2 separate regions of the Mus musculus genome follow, and region 2 is linked to region 1. Evidence: chromatin contacts called from public HiChIP or PLAC-seq data. All regions are on one chromosome and are shown on one strand. The core of a region is the stretch at or near the end of the contact, and the rest is flanking DNA. Distances in the headings are between cores, read along the strand shown. Region 1 holds the start of Amacr (alpha-methylacyl-CoA racemase). Region 2 overlaps Rai14 (retinoic acid induced 14).

Region 1 (4,887 bases), core at 1,312-3,811:
TTAAGTTTTGAAAATATGTGGAAAGCCCATTTTATACTTTGGACAGTCAGGAAGGTTTATATTCAACCTTTCAATATCTTCTTACAGAGAGTAGATTTGCTTTCATCAGTAACATGCAGTTCTTATACATAATAGAGCCAGGCTATTTGAAAACCCGTCCTCACGGATGCAGATTCTAACGAAGTGATAGCGAGACCTGAAAACCATGGGCTTTGAGCCGGGTTCACAGATGTCTGGAATGATGGCTCCAAGTGATTCGTGGTGAAGGAATGTCAGAATCAAACTGAATCAACTTTCCCACTAAGTAGAGTGACCAGCCATCATATTACCTTGCCTCTCACTCCTAGTCGGGGCTTCCTTAAAACTGACTTCCCAATTGTAGGAAACCAGTGCTACTACTGATTATTAGCCCTCAAATGGGTTAGGGTGGGGACAGAGCTTAAGGACAGCAGTTCTAGCAAATCAACCCGTTTTAACAACCACGTTCTCTCTGCCAGATGCATTAACATCTTCACATTTTTAAATTCGTGTTAATCAAGGCTGGGGCTAGAAAGAGAGCTCAGTGGTTGAGAATATGTACTGTTCTTCCAGAGGACCCAAGTTCGATTCCCAGCACCCACCTAGAAGGGTTTGCAACCTACCATGGTCCTGCTCCAGGTGATCCAGGACCCTCTCACCAGCATACATACTCACATGCATATAACCACATACACACATAATGAAAAATAATTAAATGTTTAAAAAACCCTTGTTAAGCAATGTAACTGTACTTCCTGATTTTGGAGCCAGTTCAAATTATTTTAGAAAAGCCTTTCAAACCTACCTGATAAAGCCAAATAGTTGATGTCATGGCCAGCTACTTTGGAGAAAATTCCCGATTGGCCAAATCCGCTCAGCCTGGCATAGATGAGCTTTGGATTGTCCTGCAGTAGAGTCTCTGGCCCAAGCTGGAGTTTCTCCATGACACCTTTAGAGGAAAGCAATCAATTGTTTTGTGGTTGTTGTTTTTGTTTGCTCCTGGGACAAGGACTGAGGTGCATATATCACATATCAAAATAGACCTGGCTCCAGGTCCTCCTCGCAGCACCCCTCAGTTCCTTCCTGGCATATGCTCCAGCCCCCAACCCTGAACTTTCCATCCCAGACCTGGGCTGCTCTTCCCCAAGAGGCTCTTCTCTATACAATCCAGACATTTTAAGCTCCCCATTCCTCCTCTTCCTCTTCCTCCCCCCCCCCCTATGACCTTTCTTTCTCTCTCCTTCCCTATCCTTCCTTTCCCCATGGACACTTCCCTGGTCCTTAGGGCCAGTGAACTGCTAGAGAGGAGCTTCCCAATAAACCTGCCTTTAATATAATCTAATCTGGCTTGAACTGGCTCGTTTCACACGCAGAAAAATAACCCTAACCTATCAGTTTTGTTTTTAAAGAGAGCACGAATCAAAGATGGGAATAATTCCTTTTACGGGGCAAACCAAAAACACACTCTTGCAAGTGATACTAACAGTGTTTGTTGTGATTTTGGTGAAAGTTGTCAGAATTAAGAGTCAACTGAAGAAACTAATCACACTGACCCACCCTCATCTTCAATTGGAGCATTTTTACATTGTGACATAATCTTAAATGTTACAGTACTGTCCTCAGATATGCTTGTGAGAACTAAAAGAGTTAAATATAAATATGCCTAGACACCCACTCCCGTCCCACTTATTGTCAAATTTACTGTCGTCCTGGTATCTACCAGGCAATATTAGTAAGGGGCTGGTTGGAATGGATTCTCTGAGCTAATACAGAAGGAATGCCTTCAGATTTGGTTCAGGGTTTGTGACAGTTGCAAATACCAATGTACAGTCGGATGGAGGTGCATGCCACCAAGCATGCAAGTGCTCAAAACTGATACTGTTAACAAATTGGTCGTTTGTCTACAGAGCACTAAAACAATGTTTTCATATGGCCCAAAGTAAATGAGGTGATCTTGAAGCTGGAACTTGGAAATACCAGCAATTAGAGAAAGGTTAACCATGGTCTGTGAATGGCTTTAGAGCATGGGTATATCACATATCAAAGGGTCAATGACTCTATTCCTATGTGAAGCTTTTCAGTCTATCTCTTGCACTAGATTCTCGTACGGTTCAATACCTCCAAATAATAAAGGCAAATCTGGGGGGGGGGGAATCAAGCAAATTAAAAGTCTTAAGAAGGAGTCAGAGAAGCTGGGAGAAATCGGGCAGGAGGGAATGTCATCTCGCAGCACCGCAGGGCTCACCGCAGCGGAAGGGCTCCAGCAACACGTCCGCGCGTGCGCACATGCGCCGCAACACCGTGACTCCCTGAGAGCGCTTCAGGTCCAGCGCTAGCGAGCGCTTGCCTCGGGCCAGAAAATTCTCGCCCGTGGAGCCCAGCCGGTTCACGCGCACCACCTCGGCGCCGAAGTCCGCCAGGACCATTCCGCAGAACGGCCCCGGGGCCAGGCCTGCCAGCTCCACAACCCTGACGCCACGCAGCACCATGGCCAGCCTTAGGGTGAGAGCGGAGCGGCTCGGCGCCCGAGCCACAGTTTATCTGCCCCGCCCCCTGCACCCCGCCTCGCCCCGCCCCGTCCGGGAAGGCTGCGCGCTTGCGCACTTCCTGCCCACCCTAGCATTGGATCAGTTGGTTTAGCTGCTCAACTTTGGTTTAGGTCATGAGTTGTGTCCTTGACCCCATGTTGTGCGAGTCCTCTTCGGACACTTTCATCGAGCCACCTGAATCGCTACCCTCACCCCCCAGTAAGTGATTAAAGGCACTCAACTCCTTAGATCAATGTAAGAAGGCAACCACTGGGTGTCTCCCTCGCCGCCCTGAAAACTAGTTGTCATCCTGCAACTGTTTGAAACCTCTCCTAGATGCCCATAGGGCCAGGGGTGTAGACCAGTTGCTAAATCCGTGCGCGGAGTCCAGCACCGCTTAAAACGCCGGTGTTGTGCACGCGGATAATCCCAGCATTTAGAAGAGTCTGGGATATCAGAATTATTCATCTCAGGTTAAATGGGAGAGTTTTAGAAGTCAGTTTGGTTTGTCAGCTGTCAGTTTTACGGACAGTTACAATTTTGAGTTAGAAACTTTTTTCAGCCTTTAAAATGCAACAAAATAATCACAAATATTCCATCCTCATTTACAGGTCCTTTTTCCCTTAGTAATGGGGGGAGCTTGCAGGTAGCCAGATGCAGCTCTAGGAAACTGAATAGAGCCAGACTTGAATGCTAGAAATCTCCCATACCCATTCTTAACAAGTGAGGAAGATAATAAAAGCAAAGGCGAAATGCTACATAGTTGTAGCCAAAACACTTTTAACCAGCTACTGAGTTTTAAGATATTTCAGGGAAAGGGGTCTGTGCTCTCTCAGAATGAGCAGCCTCGTGGTAAAGGCAGACAACTTCCACATGGTCCCTAATGCTCTCTGCTTGTCTGATGCTGTCTCAAGTGCCTACCCTTGCTCCAGCCTTGTTCTGTCCTATTATTTCCTTTGCATTTTGATAAACTGGAATGGAAAAATCTCATGGAAAGGTATGGCTGACTTCCACATGGAGACATTAACATTTTATCAGGGTTGCTGCCTTTCTATTTTTCTGAAAAAAAAAAAACAAACAAAAACAAAAAAACAGTGGTACAGATGTGGCTTGAATGACTTAAGCTTACATACAGGATCATGTACACATGAATCACAAGTCTTAGCCAGCATAATGTTTTACAAATCCTCCCAGAGTAGTGAGTTATCCAGAAGCCCCCCGCAAAGCAGACTGTGTGATAGGAGATCTCAACACTGCAGATCTTTTCTCTGGCCAAAATTCTCTTCTAAAAGCTAATCAGGGGAACAATCATATGAATTATGCATAGGCAATTGTGTCCAGATATTTTTAAAATGAGGGATATTCATGGTGCATTATTTGTAATAAAGCCTGGAATTTTTGGCATGTGGCACACAACTGTTATCCCAGCCCTTGGAGGGTGGAAGAAGAGCCATCAGGAATCCCAGGTCATCCTTGGCTATACAGCAATTTCAAAGCTAGCCTGGGCTACATGAGACCCTGTTCCAAATCAATAGCAACAACAACAATGACAACAACAATAACAAAATATATAGACGCAAACAAAAAACCTCCTAAAGCAAAAAGATTAAATAAGTAAGAAGCTTTAAATTTTTAAATTTTATTTTGTAATTGGTACGAGTTTTTTGCCTGCATGTGTGTCTGTGCAGTGTAGGCATGCCTGGTGCCTGCAGAGGCCAGAAGAGGGTGTTGTATCTGAGGGCAAGATGGCTGTAAGGTGACACGTGAACGCTGGGCAGCAAAAGTCAGTCCTCTGGGAAACAGCCAGTGTTCTTAACCGCAGAACCGCTTCTCCAGCCCCCAAATTATGTTACTATCTGTGTCAACTTATAGCAGGTAGCATAATGGTGTTTTGGTGGCAAATTTAATCCTTTTTCTTTATAGATTCTGGGATGGGGAAAGCTAGGCAAAAACCATCTAGCACCTTCTATAACACTGTGGCATATTAAAGTTGATTTGTGAACATTAGTCAAGTATGATAATAGAGAAAATAATATCATTTTTATTGAAAACATTTAAGACATGTTGTTATGGATCTCATAAATGGAATACACTTTACTTTGCATCCATTTGTCTGCCTGTATTTAATTAAGTTTACAGACCATTCAATATAACACGGTGTATATAAAAATTTGGGTATAATTCCCAAATTAAAAAAAATGTGATAACTTCTGTACTATATCAGCCTCATCTTACCTCAGCTTGTTGTACAGAGTCAAGAGAGCTCTACCACAGCCCCAGGAATGCAATGGCAAAGAGAAGATGTGGCAAGCCAGATGGGAGAAAAGTTTATATCTGCAAG
Region 2 (4,593 bases), core at 975-3,474, 350 kb after region 1:
AGATCTACTTATACAGGTATAGTCTTATATAGGTAGATCTATAGATATAGATAAATCTATATAGGTATGTAGTTATATAGGTAAATAGTTATACCTACCTATGCCTATAGATCTACTTATATAGATATAGAGTTATATAGGTAGATCTATAGTGATCAGGTAGCTACCAAGTGAGTGTCTGCAGAGCCACTAGCCAGGTTGCAGAACAGCCTGGGGCCTCTGTGTATTCCCACACATCCACTTCTCACCCTAGCTCCTAACCACCATCCTGACTTTTACCCCATTTCTGCACAGGGCAGTTCCATGGCTCCCGAATTTCTCTTTACATGCACATAATCATACGAGGTGGGGCTTTGCGTGTTGAACTTGACTTCGCTCAGCCTTTGTTTCTGATAACCAACCGTCCGTGATGTTCACTCCGGTTGCCTTGAGCCTCCCCTTGTTGACTGTACTGTAATAACCTTTTTGGATATGGGGCCATTTATAAATTTGTCTCTTTTGAGCGGTTCTGTTAACATTCTGCAGTAGATCTGATGGACGCATTGATCACGCATCCCTGAGTGAAGGCCTACTGTTCGCTGAGCTTTTGTGGGAGGTAACATAGCAGCGCTTGAATGGAGAATTTCTCTCATTTTCCTATTCCATTCCTATTAAGGAATTCCTTGTGGAGGACGAAATTGCTTCAAATTCTCTAGCCAGCCTTGACATAAGATTCTGACTGTCCCTGAATGGGATCGGTGAGAGTAGTTGTTGGACCTAAACAATTCCTGGGAACCACCTTAAATGCTGGGCCAGAATCTTTAGAATGGAACCAGCAGTCGACAGACTCAACCAGCACCTGGGTGGTTCTCATGAGGGAGACACTGGGCTCACCTCGAGTGAATTTATGAGGTTTGGCATCTTAGTCATGAAGAAATTTGGGGAAAGTATACACAATTAAAAATCTTGGAAAGCCGGCCTTCTTGTGGAAAAGCTAAGGAAGTCGGATTCATCCAGGCCGTAAATGTATTTTTAAAAAGACCGAAACATGATTTAATTGTTTGCAAGAGAATGAAAGAATTTTATTATGACAGCGCAAACATTTGCTAAGTCAAGAGAGATTTAGATTAGTCAGGAGGGGGCGCATACTGAGCGTTCCGCAGGCTCCAGGGATGTAAGAAACAAAGGCTGCAGCTCAGAGTCTTCAGGGAACAAGCCAGACACCCCCTCCCCAGCCAAAGCAGGATGCCATACTTCATCTCGTCTAGACAGTAGGCCTCAGTGAGCTGAGTAGGTGGCCCCAGAGGACACAGCAGAGCAGAGATGCAGAGAGAGAGGTCAGCGGGAAGGTCCTGAGAGCCTGCGGGGCCCTGGTCAGCTTTAGAAGTTGGCCTGCATGTAAGTGGTGGTTGACAGGAGTGTTCTAAAGCAGGGGCTTCCGTTGTTTTTCTTGTAATTTCCAGTAAGAAGGACTTGTGACCGGAGCCCCGTGTGCGCCTTTAACACTAAGCCAGGCATTGGATCTGTTAAACCTGAGTGCCTGCCTGCTGCTGTCTCTTCTGTTAATGGTGGAGGGACAGAAGATTTAGGGTCATAGCTCGGGATTAGCTTCTAGATTGCTAAGGGCAATGGCCTCAGGATGCTTCTCACGCATGCCCCATGCTGTGCCTGGCGGAGGGAGAGTATGGAGGCACCTATGAATAAGGAGGGGCTTCCTGAGCAAGATGAACTGTAGAAAAAAGTCAGGGGCACTTTTCCAGCTCTGCCTTCCAGTTTGCTCTGAATGCTTCCTCCATTCAAACTTTTCTTTTTAAAGATTTATTTATTTATTATATATAAGTACACTGTATAGCTGTCTTCAGACACACCAGAAGAGGGCATCAGATCTCACCACAGATGGCTGTGAGCCACCATGTGGTTGCTGGGACCTGAACTCAGGACCTGTGGAAGAGCAGTCAGTGCTCCCAGCTGCTGAGCCATCTCCCCAGCGCCATTCAAACTCTTAAGCTCCCTGCTGTGTGTGAGCCATGTCCCCCTGCCCACCATGCGCCCCATGTGCAGCACTTACAGACTGAATGCTGTTGCAGATTATTGAACATTCACCTTGGAGAATCCATCTTCTCTTTGCTTCATTTGCTCAAAGAGGCTCAGAGAGCCAAGATCAGGGTCCCTTCAGCCCTCAGGCAAGTGCCCTTGCTGTATAGGAAGGGGCCCTTTCTTGCCACGTCTTCCCCAGAGGTCCGCCTGGAACTGATTTAGGAAACCCTCACCATCAGGTTTTTCACTGGAGCAGCAGCAGCGGACAGGAAATCCTTTCATGTGGCCTTGCCCAGCTTAAGTGCTTTCAGTCCCATTAAAGATTTCACATTCTTCTGACCGGCCCTATCTAGTTTTAGTTTAGCCGGTTTAGGTTAGGGAAGGATTTTACAGGACCATACTTTTCCATCTCAAGATTATATAGCTAGAGGTCACTGACCCTAAGTGTACTTTAGTGAAGCATTTTCTTGTTTATAAAATGAACTCTGGGAGAAAGCCACCGCTCTGTGTTTCTTAGCCTGTGCTGCAGTTAAGTGACACAAGACTTAGGCTGGTAACGAACACTGGTGTCCTCACCACGAGCTGTTGTCTTCGATTCGATGGGGAGCTTGGGTTGTAGTCGAGGTGACACCTCATTCTGCGTTTGTTAGTAAACTGTTGCAGCAGGAAGGGGAGGACCATTGCTCAGACAAACTTAAATAAAAATATAATAGGAAGTGATCATACCGGGTTGTGCTTTTCCATGCGGGACTTAATACTGGTTCCTCAAAGTTGTAGGAATTCAGCTCCTCAATTGCACTGACTGTTTGATGTGCACTAAGTTGGTCAGAGACACTTTTTGTGGATAGAGTCAGTAGTCTGAACAGCTCAGAGAATTGAGGCCTGGTATACAGGCCAAAAGGAAGAACTCATGTTTAAGCCCTTGGTAACCTTGAACTGTCGGCCAGTTTGGTTTGGTTTCACCGTGCCCTTGAGTGAACTGTGCACTAGGTCAAAGGCCTGCGTTCTCAGGCACCGTTCTCAGGCACCAGCTGTCAAGGTTAGCTAGCCATTAGCTAATGAGTAAGCTGACCCCATAGTCCTACATTGCTTCATCTTCTGAAGGGTACCTGAAGGAAGTGACCCTTTGTTGGAGTTTGCTGATGGCTGGTATTTCATTCAACTGTGGATGCTTTCTTTGGGAAAGCTAGCCTTCTTGGTTGTTCCCACGGTGAAGTGGAAGGCGGTTTTGAAAGCTGCTTGCTTTGAGCAGGGTTTGATGCTGGCCATGGCTGCTGTTGCTCATCCCTCTACCTCTCTCTACCTTTTGCCCCACAGACAAACGAGTGGAACAAGAATGATGACCGTCTGCTGCAGGCTGTGGAGAACGGAGATGCTGAGAAGGTGGCCTCACTGCTGGGCAAGAAAGGGGCCAGCGCCACGAAGCATGACAGCGAGGGCAAGACCGCGTAAGAGAGAATAATACTGGCTTGTTAAGGGTGGGGAGCATGTCTGTGGTAGTGTGTCTGCTGCTCTGGGCTCCATCGCCAACACTGTAAGAAACAAAAACCAAACCCCGAAATGCTGACTTATTCATCAAGGGGAGTTTGACCAATGCTTTGGGGGCCTTCAAAAAAAAAAAAAAAAACAACTAGTGCTGACTTCTTCCTAACCCCATGCGAAAACGTGTCTGGGTCTGTTTCCTTTCCCATCCAACTCCAAATTATACGTTGAACTTTCCCCTCGTGGCCATTAGCTGTTCCTGGAAACAACCAACCAACAATTGCACCAGAGAACAAATAGCACCAGGGTTGCGAGCGGTTGGCAGATGGGAAATAAATTCTCCCCTAGATAAGGAACAGCACAGCTTTCAAACCTTACTGCTTGTAATTCAGTAAGCCACCCTTTAGCAGAGGTCGTGGTTGTGTGAGAGCTATAGGAAGATTTTTGCTTTGTGTTTGTATGCCTCAAATTCCTGCTTACCAGAGGGGGCGCGGTATTGAGATTAGTAATGTTGGAGCCACCTCCATGAGGCCTCTCATGTGGCCATTATAATACTTATGACCTCCTAATCCTTGAGCCTTACTTTGTTTCATTCTTGTTAAGACAAGGACTCACTGTACTCCTCCTGGCTATCCCAGAACTCAACTATGTTGACCATACTGGCCTTGAACTCACAGATATGTGCCTCCCTCTGAATCCCAGTTGCTGGGACTAATGGTGTGTGCCACTGAGCCTCATGGTGATTCCTGACTGAGCCTCACTTTGGGTGTCCTCAGGAGAAGCGGCTTGTGTGCCAGTAGCGTCTGTCGCCAGAGATTCCAGCAGCTCTGAAAAGAAGTGTAGGTGTGGGGTTGTTATTGGTTGGCTTCTCCAGTTGGTGGCTGGGACACTTTTCTGAGAACTTCCAGAAATACTACATTTATTGCGGAGCTGGCCAACATGGCGCGATGCCTGCTGTTCACTAAGTCCTGGTCCATGGCTGCCGCTGGGCGACAAAGGTAGAACTGGATAATTACAGCAAAGGCCATATGGCTCTTACAGAGCCCCACGTCCTCATTGCCTGGCCCCTTTTTATAAACCTTCACTTTCCTTTGA

What was found. HiChIP or PLAC-seq counts read pairs in DNA pulled down with a chosen protein or histone mark.
Region 2: a contact with region 1 is called in an H3K27ac HiChIP or PLAC-seq map of embryonic stem cells, with 4 times the contacts expected there. The contact joins the enhancer-like site here to the promoter of Amacr in region 1. A contact is called at or near these places in 2 of 115 datasets of contacts at active chromatin or transcription factors (bone marrow-derived macrophages and embryonic stem cells) and 1 of 9 other capture datasets (adipose tissue).

Annotation. Positions count from the first base shown.
Region 1 is chr15:10,979,430-10,984,316 of GRCm38.p6, reverse strand. It overlaps Amacr (alpha-methylacyl-CoA racemase), which reads right to left and starts at 2,561. Exons shown (of 5, transcript NM_008537.4): 1 at 2,264-2,561; 2 at 824-967. The coding sequence starts at 2,507. It overlaps Gm34315 (a long non-coding RNA gene), which reads left to right and starts at 2,684. Exons shown (of 3, transcript XR_383838.4): 1 at 2,684-2,765. It overlaps C1qtnf3 (C1q and tumor necrosis factor related protein 3), which reads right to left. Exons shown (of 6, transcript NM_030888.4): 6 at 4,155-4,887.
Region 2 is chr15:10,632,007-10,636,599 of GRCm38.p6, reverse strand. It overlaps Rai14 (retinoic acid induced 14), which reads left to right. Exons shown (of 18, transcript NM_001166408.1): 3 at 3,334-3,464. Among named protein-coding and RNA genes, the nearest start is that of Gm10389, 34 kb to the right of the region's middle. Within about 2 kb of position 2,224, at least 47 of the 459 cell types and tissues checked have an H3K27ac peak or open chromatin away from gene starts, as enhancers often do. A contact at or near this core is called in embryonic stem cells, where this site is marked.